5 separate regions of the Mus musculus genome follow, and regions 2, 3, 4 and 5 are each linked to region 1. A link is a contact called in public HiCAR-type and promoter capture Hi-C data. All regions are on one chromosome and are shown on one strand. The core of a region is the stretch at or near the end of the contact, and the rest is flanking DNA. Distances in the headings are between cores, read along the strand shown. Region 1 holds the start of Ctxn2 (cortexin 2). Region 2 has its middle 22 kb from the start of 4930583P06Rik. Region 3 has its middle 43 kb from the start of 4930517E11Rik. Region 4 has its middle 160 kb from the start of Sema6d. Region 5 has its middle 190 kb from the start of Sema6d.

Region 1 (2,700 bases), core at 26-2,525:
CCTCAATAGTCTTTGGGATTTGAAGGAAATGATGTAGATATTCCATTTGTGGCTGACACTCTGTGCAACATCTTTGTAAGACTGTTTCATTTCCTAAGTGATAATACTCTAGATAGTCATAAAATTTGTCAAATATCGTCACGCCCAAGTTCTCCACTAAATAACAACAGCAGCAATGATAATGTACAAATTCTGTATCTGCATTTTCTCAAATATTAACGACTGAAGAGTTCATAAGATGAGCAATTAAGTTCGTAGGGAATCTACAGGTGCGTGCCAAGGATAGGTTCTGGGAATCGTGACAAAACATGATGGCTGTTAATAATACTAAAGGTGAGTGTGGAGGAACCTCTCGAGGAGAGGTGAGAGGGCCGGTGGCTGTGTTGCTTTAACGTGTTCTGCTTTGCTTCCAGTGAGGTCTGTTTACAATGTGAATATTCAACCACGTTTTAGAAAACCTGCACCGCATCTACCTAATGGTTTTGTCACAATGGTAGTTCAGTATCTTCTTGCAGGAAAGAGGTCAGCTTCAGCGTTTCAGCACTGCGGACAGCTCCAGGGCGTCTGCGGGAAGGGGTGGGGTGGAGTAAAGGGGGCGTGGGTAGTGGAAATGAACACCAAAAGACTAAGTGACGCATCAGTATTCGGTTAAACCAGTGCACTTTTCACACCGTTTTTTTCCTTTGTCTGATCAAAGGAAACATAAAAATCTAGTGCCTTCTAACAACCCGGGACTGCTGTTTCCACTCACAGCGAAATGCCTTCGGCACAGCTGGGGACATAACAGAGACAAGGATTTTCGCAATGAATTAATTAAATCCTCACTACCCCAAGATGCACAAATAGTGACGAACCCCGATTGCTAAGCTTCAGGATGCGATGTGAGTGAAAACGAGCCCTGGTCTCTGCTTTTTCTGACGGACCTGAAAACCAGACCCTGTTGCTGCTGTTAGTCCCTTCCCTATCTCACGTCCCACCTCGTTGCTTTCACATCTACATACTCGCAAATATTTACACATTGTCACATCGGAGAAAGGCACACATGCACACACATTTTCCTGCAAACACTCGCGCACGGGTCCTTCCGCGGCTGCCCGTGTCCTGTCTCTCACCCAGACACAGACATTATTTACACACGTAGGCCAGGAAAGCGCTACCCACGGTCCTGTGACTCCACGCAGGTCCTCAGAACACGCCGTTTACACGAACCGAGATCGGCGAGCACAGACAAACCTGCCAACAAGTCTACTGGCTGGAATTCATCTCCATGGCAACAAACATGGAAGGTGAGCCCATCCATCCCTGCTGCCTGCGAAGTAACTTTCTCCCCCTTCCTCAGCATTCACCAACAGGGTTCCAGCGCCAGTCCCCAGGAGAAGGTGTCCTTTTTCTCTTGGATTTTAGAAACAGGAGAGCCGAGTGGGGGGCAGGGAGAGCTTGTAGGTTTGGTGAGCTCAAATTCTAAAAAGAAACGAATGCCTCTGCAGCTGCTGATGCTGTCAAGAAAGAAAAAAGAAAGAAAGAAAACGTGTTGTGTGTATACAGATTGCTGATGTTTCTCCCATAGTGTCTTGTAGGAAGTTTCCATGCTTCCTGCAGTTTAATATGTAGAAGGCAACTGGCGACAACGCAAGGTAGAACACTAGCAATGGTCTAGGCTTCTTTAGTGAGACATGTTGAGAATTTTCAGATCGACCAGTGCTTTGGAAGGAATGGGTGTCTGAGGAGCCAGCCAGTTGTTCTCTTAAGGAAAATCTCTCAAGGTTGACGTCTCCAGAGCTTTGGGGTAGATTCTTGAAGATCCGAGGTTTTGGAACTCTAGGAAACCAAAATGCATGCACTTCAGCATGATGAAGACATCTGGGTTTGTAATTTAAGGTTTTCTTTTGATTCCAACACATCCATTCCTAAATGATAGCTGTGTACAGATGTGGCCTCAGTAGTGCTTTCTGCTATTGCTTATTTAAACAGGATTTAGCAACCTTTATATTTGATGAAGGGTCTGTTGTTTTTGTACAGAAGAGCTTGTGATTTTTTTTTAAGCTTGAGTTTGCATGTCTTGTTTCATAAAATTACAAGTATCCTCTCATTAGAGTGCAATCATCTTGCACTCCAAGTATAACTATTTCAGATTTAATGTTTATGATGTTATTGCTAGATAAATAAACAAGAAGGAAAACCTGTTGATTAAAATAAAGACATGGGAGGTTCTTAGGAGGTGCCTACACTTTACCATTAGCTTCTGCAACTGCATGCTAATCTGTGGCAATTAAATAACCGTTTTTTGAAAAATGAATTTGATAGCTCCTAATCAGTAAATAATTCACAGTAAAAAATTTACCTACCACATTTACTCATGAACACGAAAGGTTACATAGCAGGTATAAAAATACTCTCTTTAGTCAGTTACTGGCAATAATATGATGTAAACAACTGAGCACAGAGGACGTTGTTGTTGTTGTTGTCAGTTATTTGTTGCTAACTACAAAGTGACTCCATGACATAGGGCCCTTTGATATCTACAGGTACTGCCATGGGCCAATGCTATGACTCATCAGGACTTAGAGAGCCCTGTATCTGACGTTTGCTATGAAAGAAAAGAGACACATTGAATGTGCTTGCTCACTACCAAAGTATCGAATCATTAATTCAAAATTAACAATCTTTTATCAGTGTCAGAATTCATATAACAATACACTT
Region 2 (2,700 bases), core at 17-2,516, 890 kb before region 1:
AAAAACCTCAAGTCTCTAAGTGGTTCAAATGCTCTGAAAGCCCAAACTGGCTGGACCCCTAAAATGCTTCAAAGCAGAATCTGGGAAGAGAGAGGCATGAATGTGAAAGAAAGTTCAGGAAACTGGGTAGAAGAATCTGTGCAGACCTGCTCTTGGGTAGAAGGCTCTCAAGTGCACACTGGTTGGCTGTAGAGCCTTGAGCTTACCTCCTGGACCTGCCCCTCTCCCTTCCTTCAATTTCTTCCTTCCTCTCCATCTTTCTGCTCCCTTCCAAAGTCTGTTAGCTTCTATTGCATCAGCTCCTCTCCTCTTATCTCCAAGGATAGCCACTTGATTTATTTCTTCTTTTCAGTGTGCCTGCTAAACTGTGATGTTGGTGGATATCTTGTACGTTTCAGTCATTTTATCTTGTGTGTGAGCCAAGAGGATGATGTCATACCAGGCCATGGGAGACTGAAAGAGGAGTCAAATTCAGTTTCCCCACATTTCAGAAAAGAACTGGTCTATTGACCTAGTTACAGACCTAATTCTTAGAAGACAAAGAGAAGGATGTGGATTTACTTGCATAAGTCTGCTGAAAATTAAATGACCATGGACGCATGGCAAATATAATTTTATTCTACTAATAAGTTGTGTGGATGAGAATTTATAATGCATTGGAAATAATTTAAAAGACAATAGTCATTATATATTTATGCCCTATTGCATTAATAGGTGTGAAATGGGGAAAAGGAATGCTGCTTTGCTGTCAGTGGTGTGTGTGTGTGAGCCCAAGCTCATTCTATATTGAGTCTGAATCATTTAGATTACCTGTTCTAGCCATGCAGTTCTCCATGGTTTACACGAACAATTACAGACACAGGCTGTATAAAGAAGACATCTTCTTTAAAATGGGATTGAATGTTTTCAAACAGAAGACACCATTAACAAGCATATGTAAAATGGGCCAGTATTTTAGAAGTACCTGAACAGTTTTGTTGTTTTGTGTTGTTTTCAGAGACACAGGCTTAGTAGACAATGGAACACATGGATATTACATTCCAAGATTTGCATACTCTGCTCAGTTCCCTCATTCAGATCTCTTCTGCTCTTCCTTTGATGTTACCTACCAAGTAACTTCTCCTAACTTCCTTTTATTATCCCAACTGACCTGCATTTGAATATAGCTAATTCAGCTGACTACCTCATGCCAGTCTACTGAGCACAGCCAGAAGTCCACATCAGCACCCCCACTGCCCCCTGACCCACACACTCAGTCTGCCTTCTCCTTTTACAAACCAAATGCCAAACTGGTTTCACAATGGAGATGTTGCACAGAAAAGTTGGCTCCATCACAATGTCCACCCAGTGGTTATATGAATGGTTGTTTATAACTTGTGTTCAGCTTTCTGGCCAAGCACTGGTGTCGCCTAAAATTGCTACTGTGAGAAAACCAAAATGCTACTTCGTAAGCCCAAATTGTTCATCTGAGTTTTGGAAAACTGCTCTTCTTTCTGCAGAGCTTGCTAAAGAAAGATAAACAACTCTCCACAGACAATGGAATCGGGGGAGAGTGGCTCTCTATTAGGTTACTTGTTGCTGTGGAGATGGGCAGAAATGTGTACTTAAAAGGTGCCTGCCTTGCTGTGAGGTAAAATATGTTAAATAACAGCAGTCCCCACAAATTCCTCTGTTGACCCCTTGTGGATATGTGACTCAGAAATTAAACAGCTTCTGGTTTCTCCCATGATGGAATCAGGGGCATGATTTAGATATGAAGTCATCTATTGTTTCTCTATTACAGTGATAATTTAAACAAACACCCGGTCTTAAAATAGTAATTGGTTCCTGATCTCTGATGATCAGTGACCTTACTTTCTACTATATTTCTTTTGCCTTCTGCAATTCAACTTCCAAAGTATCAATATATGAAGAGAAATTGAAAGCCTAGGGATATGCAGGATTTGTATCTTGGGGTAAAATACAATCGTAAATAATTTATTTGACTTGCCTGAAATTATTAAATTTCAGATGAACAAATTAATAATAAAATCTTTGCAGGAAGATAGTAATAATCTAATTTTCCATTTAGCCTGAACTTTGAATCAAATATATAACTTATTCAGTGATAATAAATTTATTTCTTAATAACATGAAATGATTTCAGGGGTTGGCTGTCAGATTGGAGCCATCAGGAAATGGGCCCAAGTGGCCTCATGGGGGAAATTCAGTAATTCCCAGTAATGCAACTGGATGGAAATAAGAAGTGATTGCTGTCATACTGCTGAGTGACTCTGCTGCAAGAAGAGAAGCAGAGGGTGGTGTTTGGGATGGGGAACTGCAAGGGACTTCAGAATCCTAGCACAGGAGTCCTGGGTGGGCAGGAATGGTGAGGCCACATGGAAGGATAAGAAATCTCTCCACATGGGGAAGCCTTGCTCAATCGGTGGGGGGAAAAGACAGACACACACACACATCTATCTCTGTATAAAATCAGTGTCTCCAACAAAGAATAGCCACTCAAGAAACTGCTTAAAACAAAAGCTGGTTTTCTTTCACCTGCTTTGTAAACATCAGACTGTCTCTATCAATGTCAGAGATAAGTGGGATTTCCTGAACATATCTGTTGTCTGTCTGTCTGTCTGTCTGTCTGTCTGTCAGGCTGATTGGGGTATTGTCCCTGAGAACTGTGCTCTGCAGCAGCATTCAAAACTGTGGCCA
Region 3 (2,700 bases), core at 92-2,591, 960 kb before region 1:
CTGGAAGCTTGAGGAGAAGGGTGCTAAGCTTGTAACCAAGGACTGGCTCACAGCTAAGCTCACAGAACTTCTATAGTGGCCTATGGTGGTCGCAAAAGTAATCACTGAATGGAGTGAGCCAGTGAATGCATGTGCAGGAGTGGAGTGAGCCAGGGAAGACACATGACCTGACATTATGCCCTTTCTCCAGCAGAGAGCTGGTGCTGGTGTTAATATGGTAGCTGCAGTCACTACTGCCTTGACAATTACAAGTTGGTGGCAGTCCTTCCACCTGTACACAGCACAGTCCACACGCTCAGTTAAGACAGCAGAGTACTGAGTGATCAGCAACTATTGGAAGAATCCTGATTGGCGGCATAGTGTACTAATGCTTTCTTCAATTAGTTTCCTCCAGAGTTAATCCCATTTACTTCTCCTGTTTTGGCAACCAGCTGTTTGAAGTTGCTGGGCAACCTGGAGTTGAAAGGGAGGGGAGGGTTTAAAAAAAAAAAAGATGGAAACCCAATAGCTGGACCCAAGATGCAGATAAAATGAAAATCTTATGCCGGCTGATAGGGTGCCAACAGATCATACCAAAATAGAGATGGAAAGGGTGAACTAAATTCATATCCAAGCATTTGTTTTTCGGGATTTATATTCTCTAAGTAATGTAATTTTTTCTCTTGAAACAGTGTGATAACAAAGAACTAGGGGATTAGATGTTCAGTGAAAGGGAAAACGTGTTCTGTCTTCAGGAAAGCAAGAGCATTTGAGAGAAGCTGGCTCTCCTCTGGGGCTACTGCTGCTTCTAGAGAAGCGAATTGAGAACCGATTGTGTTCAATCCTGCAGAAACTTCAGAAGCATAAAGCTTCAAGGGGTAGAGAGGCTAACAAGAACACCAGGACAATAAAAGTCAGGGGTTTAGACTGCGACTGAAGGTGGAGAAAATGAGAGGGGAGCCCACATACCCTGTGCAGCCTGGATTCTGCCTCCCATGTTGGGCCTGGGAATGCTGTGGTGGCAGCCTCAGAGTAATAAGAAGGAGCACATTGCTATAGCTTCCTCCTGGGAAAGCTGAAGTTGTTGCCTGGGAAAGGTAGACTTCTATCAGATATGTTAACTGCCTGTAACAAGACAAAGGCAGTTCAGTGCTCTTTAAGTAAAGATTCACTAGGTGATCCTGGGGAGGAAGCAGCTCCTTAGAGCCTCTGGCAACATGCTGCCCATTTGACAGAGAGAAAAAAAATTATTTTCATCTAAGAAACACAAGGGTGCATTCATCTTGCCAGTAAAAGCCAAACGCATAACAGAAATCACAGGAATTGCTGCGAAGCTTTCAAGTGGAGCTGGAATGCCGAGCCTACCAGGGTCAACTGTGGCCCCCTCGGCATGCCAAGTAGCAACCCAGATCTGAAAACAATACAACATTCACAACATTCTTTCTCATAAAAATAAAATGAGAATGTCTCATTTAACTTTCAGTATTATGGGCTCAAAGGGCGATGACTTCTACCCGTTCTATGAGAACTTAACTGGAGTGGAAGAAGAAGAGAAACATTGAGAAACTAGGAGGTGGAGAATCATTCTGTGTAGATAGAATGACATTATTAAACATAAAAGAGAATTTCTTTTCATTAAATAGTAATTGAGATACTTTAAGGACTAAATATATAAACTTAAATCCTTTTTATTTATATGGCTAGAAATAACATATTTAGTTAATGTGCTATAACACATAAATCAATTTACTCATATATATTCATCTATATTCATACTTGTATTTTTCAGATGTAAATGCCCTTTTAAGCAGTCAGTGTCATATAACTTACTTGAATAACTTAGACATTGAAGTAATATAGTAAAAATGACCATGGCTTTAGAAATTCATACTTTATTCTGTTCTTCTGACCATATCATACAGCTTATATATCTGTCCTAATCTTAGAGTAGGGTGTTCATTTGTTTTAATAATGGGATATTTAGTGATGTCTACTCAGGCCCTCCCAGGTCTCCAGTGGCTTCCGTTCTGCAGGGAGAAAAGACCATATCATGATTATCATCATCCAGTAACAGCTGGCAGAGACATAAAAAGAAAAACCATGAATCTAAGATGGAAGCTAGAAGACCATGGCAATGTGCTTATCCAACTGGAGTTTCTGAAAAGGCCAGAAAAGAAGGGTCTCCTAGTGTATGGAAGACTATACAAGAAATGCTACCTCAGTGTTCAGAGATGAAACCTGTGTCCAAGGGCACAGTTCTGCTCACTGTAGCCTCAGCTTTTCACTTTCAAGATCTCTCAACCACTTCTATAAACAAGGGAAGAATTCCACACTGGACTTGTCATACCCACATAGTCTGGGATAGGACTGAAGATTGACTGACGTCCTTCCTGAACCCTGTCTGCCTCTTCCTCTCATCTCCACCAGAGAATGAACATCTTCCTTTTACAGGGATGCCACCTTCACTGGACGGAGTTTACCATTAGGTCTAACTATATATGGTCTTCTCCTGTGTCTTTGCTATCTATGACTGGGTAATTTTCAATCTACTGTCTTCCATTATCCAAACACTGCATATTATTACCCCATTATTGCTGTCATTATTAATACTTGATGGTATCTCAATGTGCTGATGGGCCTCTTGTGACTATTCTTATTGAAACTATAACCATCTTCCAATATTTCTTCTCCATTTTCTTCTTTCTGGATCAGCACACAATA
Region 4 (2,700 bases), core at 8-2,507, 650 kb before region 1:
AAACTTCAGCAGAGGCGTTACACTGAGCTACTCAAAAGCTTTTCTTCACACTCAGGTCTACAGAATGGCACGGGTCACAGGATGTGACCTATGCCGAGTCCATGCTGCTGTCACATGACCAGCATAGCCTTACTGCTAAACTAGACTACTGTACAGAGACTGATTTGTGATGCTACATTTGGTGAACAGGGTCTTAACACAGAGGAATTTTTTTTCCTCTGATCTGTGAAGAGCAATAGGATACATAAGACTCAGTTGACAGGCAATCTTCAAGCTGTCAAAGGGTTTTTTTTTTTTTTTTTTTTTGGTTGGTTGGTTGGTTGGCTGGTTGGTTGGTTGGGTGTGTGTGTGTGTGTGTGTGTGTATGATTTTTTTTTTTTTTGCCTCAAAATGCTATTTCACAATTCCAATGCCTAGACTGACATGGTATTTACACTTGGTGCATGCTTCCTCTAACCTTGCCCCCAAATGTTTCCCCCTCACTCCCAATGGTTCCCAAATAGTTAGATTAAGTGGAGAAATTAGCTGTTTCATTAAATTATTAGAAAAACTATATTTGTTTAATTCAGTTCCATGGTTTCAAAAATCAGGAGTAATAAAACACTAATGCATGTATTTGTCTTTTCTCCTTTCTAGATTCTACCAAGACAGAGCCATCTCCAAGGTATGAGACAGTATACTATTCCCCAATTTGTTGGCTAAACTCAGAATGGCATTTTTTTCTGTTGTGGTGAGTGCTACATTCAAATAGTAGTTAGAAGTGGGTGTTGTCTCTGCTGGTGGTGCTGGTGAATGAAGACTACTACAAATATGATATGGCAGGATCAGACCAGGAGGGGGGTGCAAAGGAAGGGAGGGAGGGGATGAGAGAGAGGCTTTCTTGCTTGATTAGCCCTTTTATGAGACAGCAGACTTTTTGTCTCTAAGTTTCAAAGACAGAAGACAGCTTCTTTGTGAGCCAATGTGGAAGGGCCCCACACCTCCACTGCAGCCTATTTTGGAAGAATTAAAAAGCAGAAGCCCCTCCTCATAGCCCTGACTCCTCGGCTGCATGAGGCCTTCTATCCAACTCTGCAGGACCACATTAGCCAAGTTGTCTAACTTCCAGAAGTCTCTGTAAGAACACGCTATTGCGGATTTACTAATCATATTATAGAACACAATAGAAACCCCTTTGGATTCCCATCGAGGACTGGGTGTAGAGGATGTGCACCATCTGGTTGGTGAAGGCAGGAATCGGTTTTTTTCAAGAGGGCACACATCCAAGTTCTGCTTCATGTGCATCAGAAGGAGGACGGATAAGCGAGTCTGTTTATAATGAGAGCAGTTCTGAAGCTAATAAGATGGGGTGTGTTTACAGTGTGCGACGTCTCTCTGAAGCTACGTGTGTGTGCAGTACATTTGGACGCCTTGCTTGTTCGGAGGCTGGGCTTCCAATTGAAAAATGTAAAACTCACCATGTGTTAATTGGAAAATAGAGGCATCTTTTCTGTAGAGCATCTGGCTTCCTAGGTATTAATTACGGTTCTGTCTACACATAGAGACTAGTATTTTTAACATCTTCTCTTATTCACCATGTTACTTTTAGAAACTGTTAAGTTTTCAGATCGTAGGGGGAAACAAGTAAGATAAACTCTACTAGATATTGGGGGCTTTTTACAAATATTTTTTATGCTAGGTGTGGAAGCACCTGCTTGTACTCAAAATTGCTTTTTTTTTAAATCTTAACCATATTTTTATTCTTTGAAATTTTCCTACAGTATAATTTTAGCATATTCTTTTTCATCCTTCAACTCCTCTCAAGCCCTCCCTACCCACCCAACTCTGTTCTTTCTCTCCCTTTCAAAACAAAATGTTAAAAGGTAAAACGAATATAGACACACACAGAAAGAGAGAGAGAGAGAGAGAGAGAGAGAGAGAGAGAGAGAAGAAATCATGGAGCCAAAATCTGTTCTGACCAACTAGTCTTGAGCATGAGGCCTGCCCTGGAGTGGGGTGGAGATGCCCAGGGTCACACCACTGAAGAAAACTAATCTTCCATTTCCTAGTAGCTAATGTTTGTGAATAGCATCTTCGCTGGGGCTGCGATTTTGTGCCTTCATCCCTTCCTCCACGCTGTGATTTGGCCTGCCTGGAGTTTTTCATGTTTGTGGTGTCACAGTCTCTGTAATCTCATATGTGTATCAGCCCTGTTCTGTCTAGAAAATACTGTTTCTTTAAAATTGTACGTCACCTCTGGCTGTTTCCATGCTGTCATTTGCATAGATCCTGAAAACTGAAAGATAGACCTTATTATCTACTGCACTCACGAAGTAAAGACTGGATGATGGCAGGCTCAAGGAATGCCCAAGCTACACAGCAAGACCTTATTAAAAATATATATAAAGACACAGAAAAACAGTGAAGGCATATTTTCAAGGCTGTCGAAGTTTATAACAATAAATAGTAATGAAACAGGAAGAAAGTGTGAGACTTCCTAATACTAATCTTCATTGAATGTTTAAAAAAATGTTTTTATTTAAATAGTAATAGAGGCCTAGAACAGCCATTTCTCTGTATACACATCTAGGGTCGGGGTGGAGGTCAGAAAACCTGCTTCCAAAAAATATTTCCTTAGGCTTCCTATAAACATTCTAAAGTCTTCCACTGTAGCAAACATGGCTTGGAAAGCTATGATCCCCCTCAATAACTAGTTTCTTC
Region 5 (2,700 bases), core at 110-2,609, 670 kb before region 1:
CCAAAGAAATCTCTCTGTGTCTTAAGCTCTTTGTGTTTTCTTTTTGTTAAACATCAAACCTTCAGCCTCCTATGTGGCCTCATCTCAATCTTACGCCCTTGTCTGATCCCCGTTGTATTATTTGCTTGTGTTATTTGGAGAAACGCAGGCATTTCTGTGTTCGCTGGCCCTCATGCTGGCTCTGAGTGCCTTGACCCAAAGCAGGTGGTCCACTGAGCCATGATTCACCTGGATCAGGCCTTTGATGTTATCCTCAAGAGAGGTGATATGCACAATTAGGGGTCCACCAGTGACATTTGAAAAAATAGTTCAGGCTTCAACGTAAATTGAAACCCACAACCAGGCTATGCTGCTTAGACTGAGCCACACAGTAGGCAACTTGCTGCAAATCCTGTAATTACCTTGTGAACAGAACAATTATAGGGATTTGGGGTGTGTTTTGTTTTGTTTAAATGTAAATATTTAAGAATGCCTGGATCCAGATCAGTGAAGTTCTATTTTGGCTTTTCACTGTTTCCACTGTGTCTTTGACTGAGAAGGAGAGAACTACTTGACTTTGAGATCATCCGGTCTGCAGCAGATGAAACTAGAGTTTCTGGTCTAGGTTTGCCCTGCTCTTAGCTCAGCTGGCCCCTGAAGTTTCAGGCCTGGTTCTCATCTGGACCCCATGATCTTCCCTCCACTCTAAAAGCCACAGCTGCTTTTGTGCCAGACAGTGACCCGTGATAGAAGACAGACTGGGTACTTTACAGCAGTCCTCGATTGTGCTGTCCCAAGGGATAAGTTATGGCCAAAAGAAACAGGACAGCCCAACCTAATGATTCAGCCAGTCAGAAGAGGCAAGGATGTCTGATAGTGTAGCCCAACACTGTAAGAAAGCCTACATACATGTAGCCAATCTAAAGAGAGTCATTAAAGTGCAGACAGTTTTATGTTCTCCCAAATATTCATCTGGGCTAAAAAGTGTTTGAATCATAAATGCAGAACCAACACTGACATAAATGTTAGTGTGTGGGCAGTGTGGAATGGTACAAGACAGAAAACATGATCTGAGGCCCCTCCCTTGCACTCCTGCCCTTCCACAAACTGGGGCTTCCGTCTTATCTTGCACACTTGCTCTGATTGTTTTAAACTGACAAGAGTCATGAGAGCATTTCTAGTGGGAAATCTTGCTTCATTCCTCTGACTGGAAGTACATTTGAGCCTTAGCATAGCTATGTTCACTTTATAACTGGGTGGGAAAATCCTGGAGGCCACTTTAGGAGAAAGCATTTGAAAACAAGACAAAGGATATTTTCAGAGGCAAATGTTTCTGGAATGTATTCAAGCGGCCACCATGGCCATTGGCCGGGAGAATGCCAATTGCAAATGCTCTCCTCACTGATTAGAGAATTCCTGAGTTCAGAGCAGTACATAAAGTCAGAGGGCAAGTCTGAATTCTGCAGTGAATTTGATGAACTATTTACAATTACAGAGTGACTTACAAACATCCCAGAGCCATGACCAGCCTAATGTGGGTTTGAGAAAGTTGAATATCAGATGCTTGAAACTGTTTTGTGGCCCAGAAGGATTCTTGAAAAACCACTGAAGCACAATTTTTCTTAGCCACTGTGGTTTAGGCATACTTAGACTTCCATGTGCCTCACTGGTAATGATCATCGAAACCACAAATACTGAAGTTTTGTAAAAGCATTGTTTGGTAAGGAATAGAAAAATTGTAATATTGATTAAATTATGAAACTATGAGGTCTCAGAATTGGTTGTCTGATGATAAACAAACATGTGCATCTGTGTGTACATGGGCATGTGGGTCCATGTTTGTGTGTGTATACATGTGTGTATGTACACATGTACATGTGTGTATGTGTGTGTACATGTATATATGTGTGTGTACACATGTGTATGTATGTGTGTGTACATGTGTGTGTGCCCGCGCATGTGTGTGTTCAACAAATACATTCCTGATCTTTACCTAGAACTAACAAACCAAAACAATTCTTTGTTCTAACAAAATGTCCTTGAAAAACAAGCCCCATCTCTTTTCTGGTTGGAACGAACTTGCTTTCTAATACTGAGCCAGGTATACAGAAGCAGAATTAGTCAGAACCCAGATCACACACTGGTTGTGGGTCAGACCAACATTACTGTTGGCTCTATAAGGGCGTGAAGTTGTCACGAGTTGCTGTCTATCTCTGAATACAAGGCCACGCAGGGTGCTATCTCCAAGGAGTGACTACACAATTACTCTTAGAGTGATTGGTTCCTTGTGAGCAAAAGTGTCTTCAGTGCAGCTTAGAGATGATTTCAACTATATAAACTACTCTTAGAAATAATTTGTTCGCCGGGCGTGGTGGCGCACACCTTTAATCCCAGCACTCGGGAGGCAGAGGCAGGCGGATTTCTGAGTTCGAGGCCAGCTTGGTCTACAGAGTGAGTTCCAGGACAGCCAGGGCTACACAGAGAAACCCTGTCTCAAAAAACCAAAAAAAAAAAAAAAAAAAAAAAGAAATAATTTGTTCATTACTGTGTTGTTTTTAATTTTTGCAGCATAATACACATACAGAAAAGTATCTACTGCTTTCCCTCCTGTTTTGCTGACTCGGTGAGATCAGCCTTCAGGAAAAGGCTTTTGTCTAGTGTAGCATTAAGAGACAAGCCTTACACAATGTACACACACACACACACACACACACACACACG

What was found. Promoter capture Hi-C pulls out the DNA fragments that hold promoters and counts their contacts. HiCAR-type assays count read pairs that join an accessible place to other places.
Region 2: a HiCAR-type map of astrocytes shows a contact between it and region 1, with 2.8 times the contacts expected there. The contact joins the enhancer-like site here to the promoter of Ctxn2 in region 1. A contact is called at or near these places in 5 of 39 promoter capture datasets (3T3-L1-derived adipocytes, cranial neural crest, embryonic stem cells and 1 more), 6 of 115 datasets of contacts at active chromatin or transcription factors (astrocytes, embryonic forebrain, embryonic midbrain and 3 more) and 1 of 9 other capture datasets (embryonic stem cells).
Region 3: a contact with region 1 is called in a HiCAR-type map of astrocytes, with 4 times the contacts expected there. The contact joins the enhancer-like site here to the promoter of Ctxn2 in region 1. A contact is called at or near these places in 9 of 39 promoter capture datasets (3T3-L1-derived adipocytes, the C10 cell line, cranial neural crest and 5 more) and 6 of 115 datasets of contacts at active chromatin or transcription factors (astrocytes, embryonic forebrain, forebrain and 3 more).
Region 4: a promoter capture Hi-C map of hippocampal neurons shows a contact between it and region 1, with 4 times the contacts expected there. The contact joins the enhancer-like site here to the promoter of Ctxn2 in region 1. A contact is called at or near these places in 4 of 39 promoter capture datasets (the 3T3-L1 cell line, the C10 cell line, embryonic stem cells and 1 more), 3 of 115 datasets of contacts at active chromatin or transcription factors (astrocytes, embryonic forebrain and large pre-B cells) and 1 of 9 other capture datasets (adipose tissue).
Region 5: a HiCAR-type map of astrocytes shows a contact between it and region 1, with 2.6 times the contacts expected there. The contact joins the enhancer-like site here to the promoter of Ctxn2 in region 1. A contact is called at or near these places in 4 of 39 promoter capture datasets (the 3T3-L1 cell line, cranial neural crest, hippocampal neurons and 1 more), 2 of 115 datasets of contacts at active chromatin or transcription factors (astrocytes and embryonic forebrain) and 1 of 9 other capture datasets (macrophages).

What each region holds. Positions count from the first base shown.
Region 1 is chr2:125,135,417-125,138,116 of GRCm38.p6, forward strand. It overlaps Ctxn2 (cortexin 2), which reads left to right and starts at 1,276. Exons shown (of 2, transcript NM_001162934.1): 1 at 1,276-1,864.
Region 2 is chr2:124,243,440-124,246,139 of GRCm38.p6, forward strand. It overlaps a transcript of Sema6d not described here. Among named protein-coding and RNA genes, the nearest start is that of 4930583P06Rik, 22 kb to the left of the region's middle. Within about 2 kb of position 1,267, at least 25 of the 459 cell types and tissues checked have an H3K27ac peak or open chromatin away from gene starts, as enhancers often do. A contact at or near this core is called in 3T3-L1-derived adipocytes and astrocytes, where this site is marked.
Region 3 is chr2:124,171,635-124,174,334 of GRCm38.p6, forward strand. It overlaps a transcript of Sema6d not described here. Among named protein-coding and RNA genes, the nearest start is that of 4930517E11Rik, 43 kb to the left of the region's middle. Within about 2 kb of position 1,342, at least 12 of the 459 cell types and tissues checked have an H3K27ac peak or open chromatin away from gene starts, as enhancers often do. A contact at or near this core is called in astrocytes and forebrain, where this site is marked.
Region 4 is chr2:124,489,349-124,492,048 of GRCm38.p6, forward strand. It overlaps a transcript of Sema6d not described here. Among named protein-coding and RNA genes, the nearest start is that of Sema6d, 160 kb to the right of the region's middle. Within about 2 kb of position 1,258, at least 13 of the 459 cell types and tissues checked have an H3K27ac peak or open chromatin away from gene starts, as enhancers often do. A contact at or near this core is called in hippocampal neurons, where this site is marked.
Region 5 is chr2:124,460,377-124,463,076 of GRCm38.p6, forward strand. It overlaps a transcript of Sema6d not described here. Among named protein-coding and RNA genes, the nearest start is that of Sema6d, 190 kb to the right of the region's middle. Within about 2 kb of position 1,360, at least 21 of the 459 cell types and tissues checked have an H3K27ac peak or open chromatin away from gene starts, as enhancers often do. A contact at or near this core is called in astrocytes, where this site is marked.